Linked DNA regions of Mus musculus: region 1 is linked to region 2. A link is a contact called in public promoter capture Hi-C data. All regions are on one chromosome and are shown on one strand. Each heading gives the region's core, a stretch centred on a gene start, on an enhancer-like site or on the middle of the called end of the contact. The rest is flanking DNA. Distances are from core to core; before and after follow the strand shown.

Evidence for each region. Promoter capture Hi-C pulls out the DNA fragments that hold promoters and counts their contacts.
Region 1: a promoter capture Hi-C map of liver shows a contact between it and region 2, with 2.4 times the contacts expected there. The contact joins the promoter of Egfros here to the enhancer-like site in region 2. A contact is called at or near these places in 13 of 39 promoter capture datasets (the 3T3-L1 cell line, 3T3-L1-derived adipocytes, the C10 cell line and 8 more), 1 of 15 datasets of contacts at CTCF or cohesin (the NIH/3T3 cell line), 2 of 484 Hi-C or Micro-C datasets (bone marrow-derived macrophages and stem cell-derived neural progenitor cells), 7 of 115 datasets of contacts at active chromatin or transcription factors (the NIH/3T3 cell line, embryonic stem cells, fibro-adipogenic progenitors and 3 more) and 1 of 9 other capture datasets (embryonic stem cells).

Annotation. Positions count from the first base shown.
Region 1 is chr11:16,829,373-16,834,783 of GRCm38.p6, reverse strand. Egfros (a long non-coding RNA gene) reads left to right here and starts at 4,034. Exons shown (of 3, transcript XR_003949851.1): 1 at 4,034-4,340. The region is part of intron 1 of Egfr (epidermal growth factor receptor); the gene reads right to left.
Region 2 is chr11:16,530,927-16,536,788 of GRCm38.p6, reverse strand. No RefSeq gene overlaps it. Among named protein-coding and RNA genes, the nearest start is that of Sec61g, 25 kb to the right of the region's middle. Within about 2 kb of position 3,693, at least 30 of the 459 cell types and tissues checked have an H3K27ac peak or open chromatin away from gene starts, as enhancers often do. A contact at or near this core is called in embryonic stem cells, liver and neural progenitor cells, where this site is marked.

The sequences.
Region 1 (5,411 bases), core at 2,785-5,284, 300 kb before region 2:
AAAGACACTGGTGAAGAGGAGACAATTTACTTGTCCAAAAATCAAACACATGTCGTTCATCTACATCAGAGTGCACTTTGAGATTAAAAAAAAAAGAGACTAAAATCACTCTCCAATCAACTCAGGGGCCAGGGAGTTCTGAGATGTTTCCCCTTGCAGAATCCTTTTGCTATGTGATGGCTTGGAGATGGTCCCTGGGATTATTACAGCCATGATACATCTGGCACAAGCATAGCAGTACTGTTAGTACTATGTCATTATTAGATGTTTATTCTAATTCATTGAACTTTCTGTTTAACTGAGGTCTAAATAACAAAGTCTCTTTCTAGCTTGACTTTCAAAATTCTTTCTACATAGCACAGGGTTGCTGCTCACTGCCACCATAGTCTTCTCAATGACAACTGTGCCAGGGTCTACACGCTGCCTATTCTTAACTCTACAACGTCTACTACAGGGTCACTCTAGGTTTATCAGGGTTAATTTTATCTCCCCTGATGACTCTCTGAACCATCGTGACAACCCCAATTCCTGATGATGATGAAAAAGAAGAAGATGATGATTATCATTAATTCGATTTTGAGACAGGATCTCACAGTGTAGCTCTGGTTGTCCCAGAACTCACCGTGTAGGCCAGGCTAGCCTCAAACTCGTAAAGACTCACTTGCCTCCGTCTCGTAAGTACTGGGATCCAAGGAGTTTGCTACTACACTCGTCCTGATTCCTGCTTAGAAAGCATTTGAAGGTCGTGGTTAGTACAACGACCAGTCTGCATGTTGTACAAGACTGCACACAGCGAATCCGGATCCCAGCACTGACTCTGTTCCTTTAACAAATGCCTCAGGATTTCAAAGAATATAAAATCTGTGTATTGACCACATCTCAGCTGCTTTTCACTCATACTGCATTTTGTTTCAGGAGCTGCTAGGAAAAGCCATTTTCATCTGAGGGAGACAAGAAACCTCAGACCCTGGTTTCTAGTTTGTATCAGCTACAAACTAGAATTCTCTGGCTGCCTCAGAGACAGACCCATGGTTGAATCTGGACAATGAAAGAACACCTGGTTAAAAGTGACAATTCTCAGATCAACTGTGTTACATATTAGAATCCATAAGCGGCCCTCAACCATGTATGCCATCCTACCCCTCCATCCTACCTGACTCAGTCACCTGGTTCTTCAGCTCTCATCATGGCCAAGACTTCTGTGTCCTGCCTGATGCCTGTCTTTGACTACTTGTGCAGACCATCACAGACACACTGAACTTGGGAAGAGCTCCAAAAGGAAAAAATACCCGCCTGGCTGCAGCTGTCACAATACTCTGACTAAACCACCCTTAACGCAGTCTGACATTCAGGTGAATCACTGGGAGTCCTAGCAGGGTTCAGAGACTAGCCATCAAGTACCTCACTAGTCTTTCACCTGGGAAATTGTTTGTAAGGGAAGCTTCCAGTCTCCAGCAGGAGAGTTGCTACTTCCCTAGTACACAGAGATCTTGTACCATCAGCAAGAACATCTCAGATGAGCCAGTAGAGCCCAGGTGTTTTCATCCATGTCACCCAGAGCTCCAGTTCTATGTGGAGCTCTGTTCAGTGCGAGCTAGGGAGCTCAACTCCATCACTCAGTTTCTCTGAGATCTGCGTGCCTACCCCAGTTCCCGCCCTCAGGTGACTTTCGACTAAATGAGGTAATGTGAAAAAATCCTTGCACAGAAGAGCATGTCATATGGGAATTCATCTCAGCTCCTTCCTGTTTCAAAAATGTCTCCCACACTTGGCATCACCCAAGGCCTCCTAAGTATGCTATTTACCTGCCCTTTATTTAGTGAGTTGCCAACATAAAATGATGAATCCTTCTTTAAAAAGCTCCTTAACAAAGTATCTAAGGAGCTTCTCAAGTTAATTCTTGCCCAGGTTTGATCCTGTCTTACTTTAAGCCTCCTAACTAAACTCATCCCTCCCCAGATAAGAGCAGTTCACATTTCCCATCAAGAAGTCATTTCTATAGGATTATATCCAGTCTAAGTGGTCACAATATATTGAAGCCATATTTTGAGTGATTTAAAACTTACTAACATATTCAGCATTGCAAGTAGGCAGAGAGCATGATGGATCCTGCTCTGGAAACTGGACTTCAAGGCTAATAAACAAAAGGTGTGAAGTTACAAAAAAAAAAAAATGTCTAGGAAGCCAGATGAAAACTGCCTACTTGGGCAGCTGCTCCAAAACTGATTATGGTGGATTGGAAATCATATCCTGGTTGATTGAGCCCCAAACCACAAAATGTCTAAAGAATGAAGCAAAACACTTTAGTTCTAGTGCTGTGAGATGTGACTGGATTGGAGTGAGAGGACCCAGCCCCAGCAGCCAAGAGAGAGCGGGCGCACTGCATACCTCCCCCCGCCTCCCCAGCTGGCAGGATTTCTTGGGAAGAGTGCAGTCAGCTGTCTGCTAGCATTCAGCAACTCCAAATCCAATTTCTATGGTTTCCGAATCAGTTCCTGGGATATAAATGGAAGAGGGAAAAGGCAACAACGATGCTTCCAAGAATAAAAGCAGTTGCAGGTCTGGAAACCCCCCAAAACTCCACTCACTGGAGGAAGCTTTTCAGGAGGCACTTGAATCCCCTTCATCTCTGCATAGCATCAATGGAAAATGAAATCACTCCCATCCTGGCTTCAGAATGCTTCTCCAGCTACTTCACACCTGGGCCCAAGATCTGCCAAGGGCCAGCTGGTCATGTGCAGTCTAGTGGATGACAGCCAGTGAGAGGCAGAAGAAAGGAGAGCAGGCTGAAACCAGTTAGAAATAAAGCATACAAAGCAGTATTTGCAATTCTACTTCCAGATGGGAAGAGGAAAGGGCAGGAAAACACGGAGGTTACAGAATGAGACGGCCGCTTTACTTTGAATTTGTCCTCTCAGCGGCGGTCTTGTACAGTCTTGGTTTGGGATACATGCTAAGACAATGATAGATGAGTGAATATTTGTAAGACATTTAAGATGTAAAAAAAAGTGGGGGGGCTTGCAAATCACTGAGGTTGATGTAAGTCAAAGTATTTAGGCTGATTTTAACCTGTTCCTGCTCCTTCTTCTGTGCTCGGGCTATCCAACGCTGAAGGAGATGGCCCTCGGAAGAGTGAACAACCTTGAACACAACAATTCGAAAGAATACTTCTGTTTTGTTGTTTACTCTGTTTCATAGAAAGACTATGTCCAATCCAGGATCCTCCTCCTCCTCCTCCCCCTCCTCCTCCTTCTATTTCTCTCTCTCTCTCTCTCTCTCTCTCTCTCTCTCTCTCTCTCTCTCTCTCTCCCTCCCTCCCTCCTTCCCTCCCTCCCTCCCTCTCCCTCTCCTTCTACCCCCCTCTTTCTTTCTGACTCTATTCCCATTTATAGAAACATACAGACTAGAAGATATCGTGGACATTATGTCCAAAATTTTATACCATGAAATATATTATACTAGGGAGTATATTATGTGCAGCTTTAAATAATGAGTTTCACAAATTAAACAAAAATAAAAACCTTAAAAGGTCTTTTTGGAAACCCTTTGAAATTCTCTTAAGAATTGTAAGATTCTTTCTTGCCCCACAATAATATCTTAGAATGTTTTACTTCTGCGATGAATGCTCATATGTTTTGGAATATTTTCCCCATTTATCCTAAGCCTGAAAGCACTTTCAAATCTGATTAGCTGGGTGATCATGCTCAATGGAAAAGGTCTTTTGGCCCAGACACTGCATAGCTGATGTGCCCCACCCACCAGGAAGGAGCTTGCTCCCCTTTTCTTTACAAAGCGGTCTAGAACTCTGTCAGTGCTCTTTGGAAAGGAGGATGCTTTTCTTTTCGTTTGCTGTAGACTTTCACAGGTCAGACTTCCATTGCCAGAAAAGGAACACAATCTAAGAGCAGTAACCTGTCTTAAATTTGTCATGGGAAACCCAGGTTCACACCTAAGCACAGAGCGAGTATCACTTTAAGAGCTGACATGCTATCCAGTCTCTCTGCAAAGGTAACTTTCTGACTAACAATGAGTCACATGGGAAAGCAGGAGGCCACTGAATCACTGCCTTAGAACCTGCCCTGTCTTGCTTCAGTGCCGTCCCTGACACAGGATTTGCTTCCAGCCGGCAGCTAGCATTGCCACTTCAGAGAAAGGCCCTTGTTTTTTATTTATTTATTTTCAGGATCGCGAGGCTCTATCCCAACAGCAAAATTTGCTTAAAGCCAATTACCTGGGAACCCATGCCAACACTGACAGATCTTTCATTCCCCTAGATATACATTTTTTTTTCTAGCGAGAACCTTTGCGTAGTCTTTCGGAGAGAGTGTGAGCACATGCAGGTAAGCTTTGTTTGGGTCACATCAGTACGTTGGGTGGAAAGATACGTAAGCAGCTTTGCAGATCTCATAATAACTCTTCTCTATGCAATAATATGTGCCCTGTCTAAGTTCCATTAATATGTGCGCTGTCTAAGTTCCAAGGTGAGGGAATTTATGGCCAAATAAGGCAACCTATCCACCCTGTGGACCTGTGATGTCTAGCTTATTAAATGCTGTTTCTATTGCTTTCTTTGCAGCCAAGGTTTATCATGCTATTCTATTTTATTATCATGACTATGCAAAGTTTCTCGTTAGAAAAAAAATTGCACATCTAGGGGAATGAAAGATCTGTGAGTGTTGGCATGGGTCCCCCGGTTATATCCTTCCATCTACATTTCTGCTTTCATCATTAAAACACAAGCTTCAGGACCTTGCCGCCGTGTTTCTATGACAAAGCCGCATGCATTTGGTATGATTGTTGTCCACTGTAGAGGTCAACGCCATTGGACTTTAAGTTGCTTGTTGGACCATCATATTTCTCCTCACTCACCATCTCTTATACCAGCACCAGATGAACTCTGAAAGAGTTCCACAGGAGGGTGAAGATGCAGCCTCCTCCCCATCCCTCTGGTCATAGCACACAGCCCTCAGTTCTTTCCACTGTTATTCACAAATCTCAAGCACTTGATCTTCGTCCCTCTTAACTACACATTATCAGATTCTACAAAGCACTTCATATCACTTAACAATAGTCTTCACTTCCCACAGCTACCCACAGAAGCTGGCCTCACTACATAAACATGCAACATTGGGAGTGCTCATTCAGGCCTTTCAAAGGAATGTGCCAAATATGGGAGAATTGAAGACACGACAGGCATAGTACGGGCTATCCACACACCCAAATACAGGATATTATCAAAAGAGTTAGCTAGATTTCTGTTTCTGCAAGAAAATATGCACAAACAGTAACAGGAAGTTAAAGAGAAAAAAAATAAGAAAATTTCTAGAATTTAATTCTGAAGAACTCAGCTCTGAGTTACTTTTCCAATGTGTGATTCTTATTTTGTTGACATTTTCCTTAGACAACTATTC
Region 2 (5,862 bases), core at 2,444-4,943:
TATTAATAGAGATTCTTCTTGTTGACAATTTTTGATATTTTTACGATGGCTGTTTAGAACAATGAGATTTGATGAGAGGGGGAATAGAAACTCTTTGAAGGATTGTTGCAGTTTTCTGTTAACTTTGAACTTACATGAAAATTACAAAAATTAAAATATAGATTTTTTTTTCAAAAAATAAAACTACAGTAGTACTAAAAATAATAGCAAGCAAATGATGGGCATAATGGTAGTGGAAATTTGCATCAGCTGGAGTACAGTGGAAAATCCCAGCCAGTACCCTGCAGAAACCTGGTGCTTGCCAGATCCTATAGCTTGACTGACTTGAAGAGAAACTGGAAGAAGCCTTAGCCCATGTAAGAAAGCCTGCCGTGACCTTGTCTGACTTCTTGGCAGGACAGGGGTACCGGCTGTAGCATAGTAGCAACACTGGGCAGTGATGTACTCCAGAAGCAGAAGAGGTGGAATTCCCTCTCAGACAAGATGGCCATGGCAGGCCTAGCTTCTTCCTTCAGGGTGTCTTCACATGTGAGGCAAAGAAATGTCCCTTTAATGTCCCACAGAATTGGATATCTTTCTTTTCCTGTTAGCTAAAGCTAATCTTATCTCTCACGCCATTTGTTCTTACTCAAAGATACAGGCCTTGATTTAACCAGAAGACCACTCTTGCTCCCCCATGCAAGCACTTGTTCCTGAATGCCAGACGCATTACATTACCCATTATATGCCTTGCTTTGCACAACTCTCTCATTATCTCAGTAACACAGTGCACCAAAGTTCAGACGGCCAGGCTCATGGGTACAGGAGACACACTGTATTCCTAAAGGTGCAACTGTCACATGTACAGTCTGAAGCAGATGAAAAGGTTTAGTATGTAGAATGTTAGGCCTTTAAGCTCCTCCCAACCCATCCTGTCAATACCTGTTCCTCCACTGGTCCTGTTCCTCTGTACTGGGCTCCAGAGACACCTCTGATTTCTGCTCATCTGTTGCATGGGTTCCCTGATGCTTCTGAGCTTCTAGAATAAACTGGGATCTACTAGAAACATTTTCTCTTCTACTTTGTCAGTTATTCACCCCCCTTTTTTCTCTCTTATTTCTGCTTAAGGTCATCTTCTGCAGATATACTCACTAGCCTTAGAAGGCAGGGTTAAGATACCACTCTGTTGTGGTGATATCTTGAATTCATCTAATCCTCATCACAGAATCTATTACCTTACAGTGAAGTGCTCCCTTAGCTGTGCCTATTTCTCTAAAAATCACGACTATCTGAAGATATATGTTAATCATGTTTATTCCCATTGGTGTGATAATGGATAAACATACAACTTCCCTAGTTTTCTCCAAGTTTCAAAAGCTGTTGTGAGACCACCCAGACTCCCTCTGAGCCCAGCTGCACAGGTTTCATAGCAACCAGTTTGCTGGACTATTTCCCAAAGTAGGAGTGGGAATGGGAATAGGGAAGACTTTCCTCTGGGCCATTGATTTCAGTGATCTCATCCTTACTATGTGTAACATCCACTAAGTGCAAGCAAAGAAGGCTTGATGGGTAAAAAAAGCGAGTTCCACGTCAAAAATCGAGACCAAGGCAATCCAGTGTTTTAAAGGGGGTTGATCACGTTGACATGGCCAACCCACACTCATTTATTCTGTAGAGCAAACTCCAGTTAGTAAAGAAATATAAAGCACACAAAATATTTGCATTTGAATAAGTGAAACTGTAAAACCTCAGGGCTGTGGAGAGGCAGCTGTGATGCAGAAAAAAAGTGGTTTGGACTGGGACTCCAGCTCTGGGCTCTGGGCCTGACACTGCCTTTCAGTAGCTCTGTGATTGTCTAACTGTGTCTGGAGCTGAGCTTCCTCTTTGGTGAAAGAAATATTGAACTAAATGACCTCTAGCATCACCAAACAACTTAAAATCTCTCTTTTTGTTGTCCTTTTCAATGGGGGTAGATGGCAGTTCCTGCTCCTTGCCCAGCCACACCCTCATGAGTCTGGTGGGAAGCTTTATTTATGTGTTTCTTTCCCTAACTCTCTACATTTCCATCAGAGGAAATAGTGGCTGGCAATGCTTTCAAGCCTTGAAGACATTCACAGTGGGTGAGGGGAGTGACTCAAGTTGAACTTATTTAAAGACTATCAAGCCCTACAGAAGTTTTCCCCTTTTCTTGCTTTATGCAGCAAAATCTTTTTCAAGAGCTGAGAGGACATTTTGTATATGGCCCATAGGGTCTAGGTAAACATTTGCTGCCCACAGTTTTTCCCCATTCCAGAGAAAGAGCCAGGTTTCTAACATCTGTCAGTGTATCAGTTTTGTTCATTAATAAATACCGTATATTTATTTCATTGTATTCCTCTTGATTCCTTAAGTTGATATTTCAAGTTGTTATTGGTATTTTAGCTTCCAGATGTAATAGCTGTTGCTCTTATCTGAAAATAGATATGATTAATGACAATATACTATGTATAAGTTACTACAATAGAAATTTTTAATTATTTAATTTTGTTTTTGTGAACAATCACATCACCCCTTCCCTTTCTACTCTCCAAATCCTCCCATATAACACTCCTTGTTCTCTTTTAGATTTGTGACCTTATTTTTTATTATTTGTTGTTACATACTGATGTGTGTATATGAATATGTATTCATATCCTAATTACATAAATGCAATCTGCTTAGTCTGTGTAATGTTTCTTGTATGTGTGTATGTTTTTGCAGCTTACCATTTGGCATTGGATAGCCAACTAGTGTGTTCGACCCTGGGGAGACTACTTCTCCCACTGTCAGCATTCCTTAGTTGCTTGGTTCTTTATACATGGTTGAGGCTTCATGTCTTCCCTTGTCCGAATCCCATTCACTTGAGCATGTCTATTATTCCTGTCCATGTTCAGTTCATGCATATATAGTCATGTTGCTGAGACTTTATAGGTACAGCTTCTGATGTTAGGAGGAGACACAATTTCAAAGCAAATCTGCAATGTTCCCTGACCTTTAGGTTCAGGAGTTGATTGGAATGAAGATGTAGAAGGAAAAGCTGGAAGGCTGTAAGGATATGCATGCTGCTAGAATATGAGAGTGTATTGGGTGAGAGGGTAGAATAACACAAAGTCTCATGCCTTTAGATTGCTAAAGTAGGCAGTGTACATCTAAACATCATAATCAAAAGAAGTGAGGAGTTTGATGGTAGAGGGAGAACAGATAGATACTTATAAATCTAGAAAGCTTGTAAGGAAATTAAGAAAAAAAAATGTGTCCATTGTCAGATGTGGCCCCAAAGGTTATTAGACTATTTTTTTTTTACTTAATCTAATTCCAGTGGTATATTCCTCATGTCATCATATCTCTAGGTATAGAGCTAAGAAGATCATGAATTTGAAGTCAACCTGAACCACATACTGATTTTCAAGCCACTGTAAGACTGTATCTTAAAACAAAACAAAAACAAAAACAAAATATCCAGAAGCCTAAAACCCTAAAATGAAAACACCAGACCAATCAACTAACCAACAAAAGAAAAGCAGAAACCCACCCAGCAAACTCTGATTTAAATATTGTATTCAAGCAAAATCTGAAGTTATGCGAAAAGATAAGGTTTATCATTTTTTAATTGTGTGTTTATGTGTATGTTTGAGGGTAGGTCTGAACACTTGAGTGTAAAGTGCATAGCGGCCAGAAGAGGGCTTCAGAATCAGATACTCTGAAGCTGAATTCCCAAGAGCTTACAGCTCCCCTTGCAGCTTGTAGTAAGCCTAACCCACTCCTCTGTGGGTGCTAGAAAGAAACGCAGGTGCTCAGCGAGAGTAAGTGCTGTGCTCTAAACTGCTGAGCCACTTCTCCAGTCCAGCAGATAAGCGGTTGAAACACTGTAAAGCCAGAGAGAAACAAGACTTTGAATGTATTACTATTTATGAGGTAATAATTATCAAAAGAAAATAAGTAGAGAACAAAAGCAAGAAAGAGAAATCATTGCAGAAACCCAGATAAAACAGAAAGTAAATACAGGAAAACAAGTACTAGATAAAGCTGAAGAGAATTTTAAGGAAAGAGTAGTCAACACTATAAAACTTGTTCTTAAAATAATTATTACTTTAAAATTACTTTAAAATCATTGCAATTAGAATACTCTACTTAGGAAATAGTGAAGTAATTTGTGTAATTTTTCTATTATGTATAATTTTTCAATTCCTTAGAGACTTGAAACACACATATTGCACTAGCAAAAAAATATGATTCAAGTCATGAGCTCCAGTAAAGATGTTCGTAAAGAACTTTGTCTTTTAAGTTTTCTATTTTTGACTGTGTACTTGTTTGATTGTGTGTACATGTGTGTGAGCAGTTGTGTGTGTGTGTGTGTGTGTGTGTGTGTACATGGGTGTGTGGAGACCAGACATCAAGGTTGTATGTATCCTACAATTGGCCATCACATGATTTTTGACTGTATGTTATGCCGTTTTGCTCTTCACACAAAGTAATTATAATGAAGATGTGAATAATATGAGAGTCTGAGAATTTTTATGGTAATTATAACTCTTTTTCTAAAGCATGTTTATTCAGTTACAATGATGCATAACACACAGTGAAGAAATCAAGTTTTTCAGTATTTTGAGATCCCTGGCATACCTCTCTGTGAGATCCAAAGATGATCAATCAGTATTCTGAAGAAGTTTCAGAAACTTCAAACTAGGATTATTTAAAATATACTTTTAACTACCATTAACAAACTCTGTTATTTGAATAGTTAAAATTTTTGTTTAAAAAATGACTATGTTTAGTAGCAATTACAAAAATTACAGCCTACAGGAACATTCAAACAATAAAAAATATAATTTAAAATTTGGACCTCTTGTAAGGTAATAACCCCTCATGGAATGACATGTGAACACTGCCCAAATAAGGACTTATTTGCATTGAAGATGTGTTAGGCCTTGAGAAAACAATAATATATGTGAGCTCATTAGTATTCATTTTATCCTCTTTTCTTATGTTATTCTTTCTTTTTTCTTTTCTAAATGTTATATCATACCCAAGTATGCATTTGTTTATAGATACATGGATTCATTATAGGCTAGGATTCACATGCAAAGGAGAACTTGCTATTTTATTTTTCATTTTGAATTTGGCTGAATTTTCTTATACATTCTATACCAATTTCCTGTAAATTTTATGATTTCTATTTTCTTTGGAACTTAGCATTATTCCATTTTATATATGTACCATATTTTCCTAATCCATTCATCTCTTGACTGATAATTATGTCAGTTCTGTTTCCTTGCTTTAGTGAGTAGATCATCAATATACCCAGGGGTGCATGTATTTCTATGGTACTAGACAGTGTTCTCTAGGTAGACAACAGGACAGCTGGGTCACACTGGTTTCCATAGTGGCTGTATTAATTTTTACATTTACTAGCAGTGAATAAGAGTTCACCTTTATCCTCATCTCCAATAATCTTTGTCAAATTTCTTGATGATAACTATTTTGTTGAAGGGAGAGAGTATTTCAAAGTTGTTTAATTTTGCATTTCCCTGATGATTTGGAGTGATAAACACACTTAAGGACAGTTGGTGGTCATAGCGACTTCTTTTTATGAAAACTGTTAATTTGGTTCATCAGCCTATTTGCTGACTGGCCATTTTATTTTCTTGGTATTTAATTTATACATTTCTTTATAAATTCACCTCCTGTGATGCTTTGAATGCAGTGTTTCTTATTGACTCAGGTATTTGAACTCTTTATCCACAGTTTGGTGGGGCTGTTTGGGAAGGTTTAAGTGGTATAGGCTTGCTAGAGGAAGTCTGTCACTGAAGGCAGGCTTCAGGTGTTTACAGTATCAGCCCATGACCAGTTCTCTCTTGTCAATGT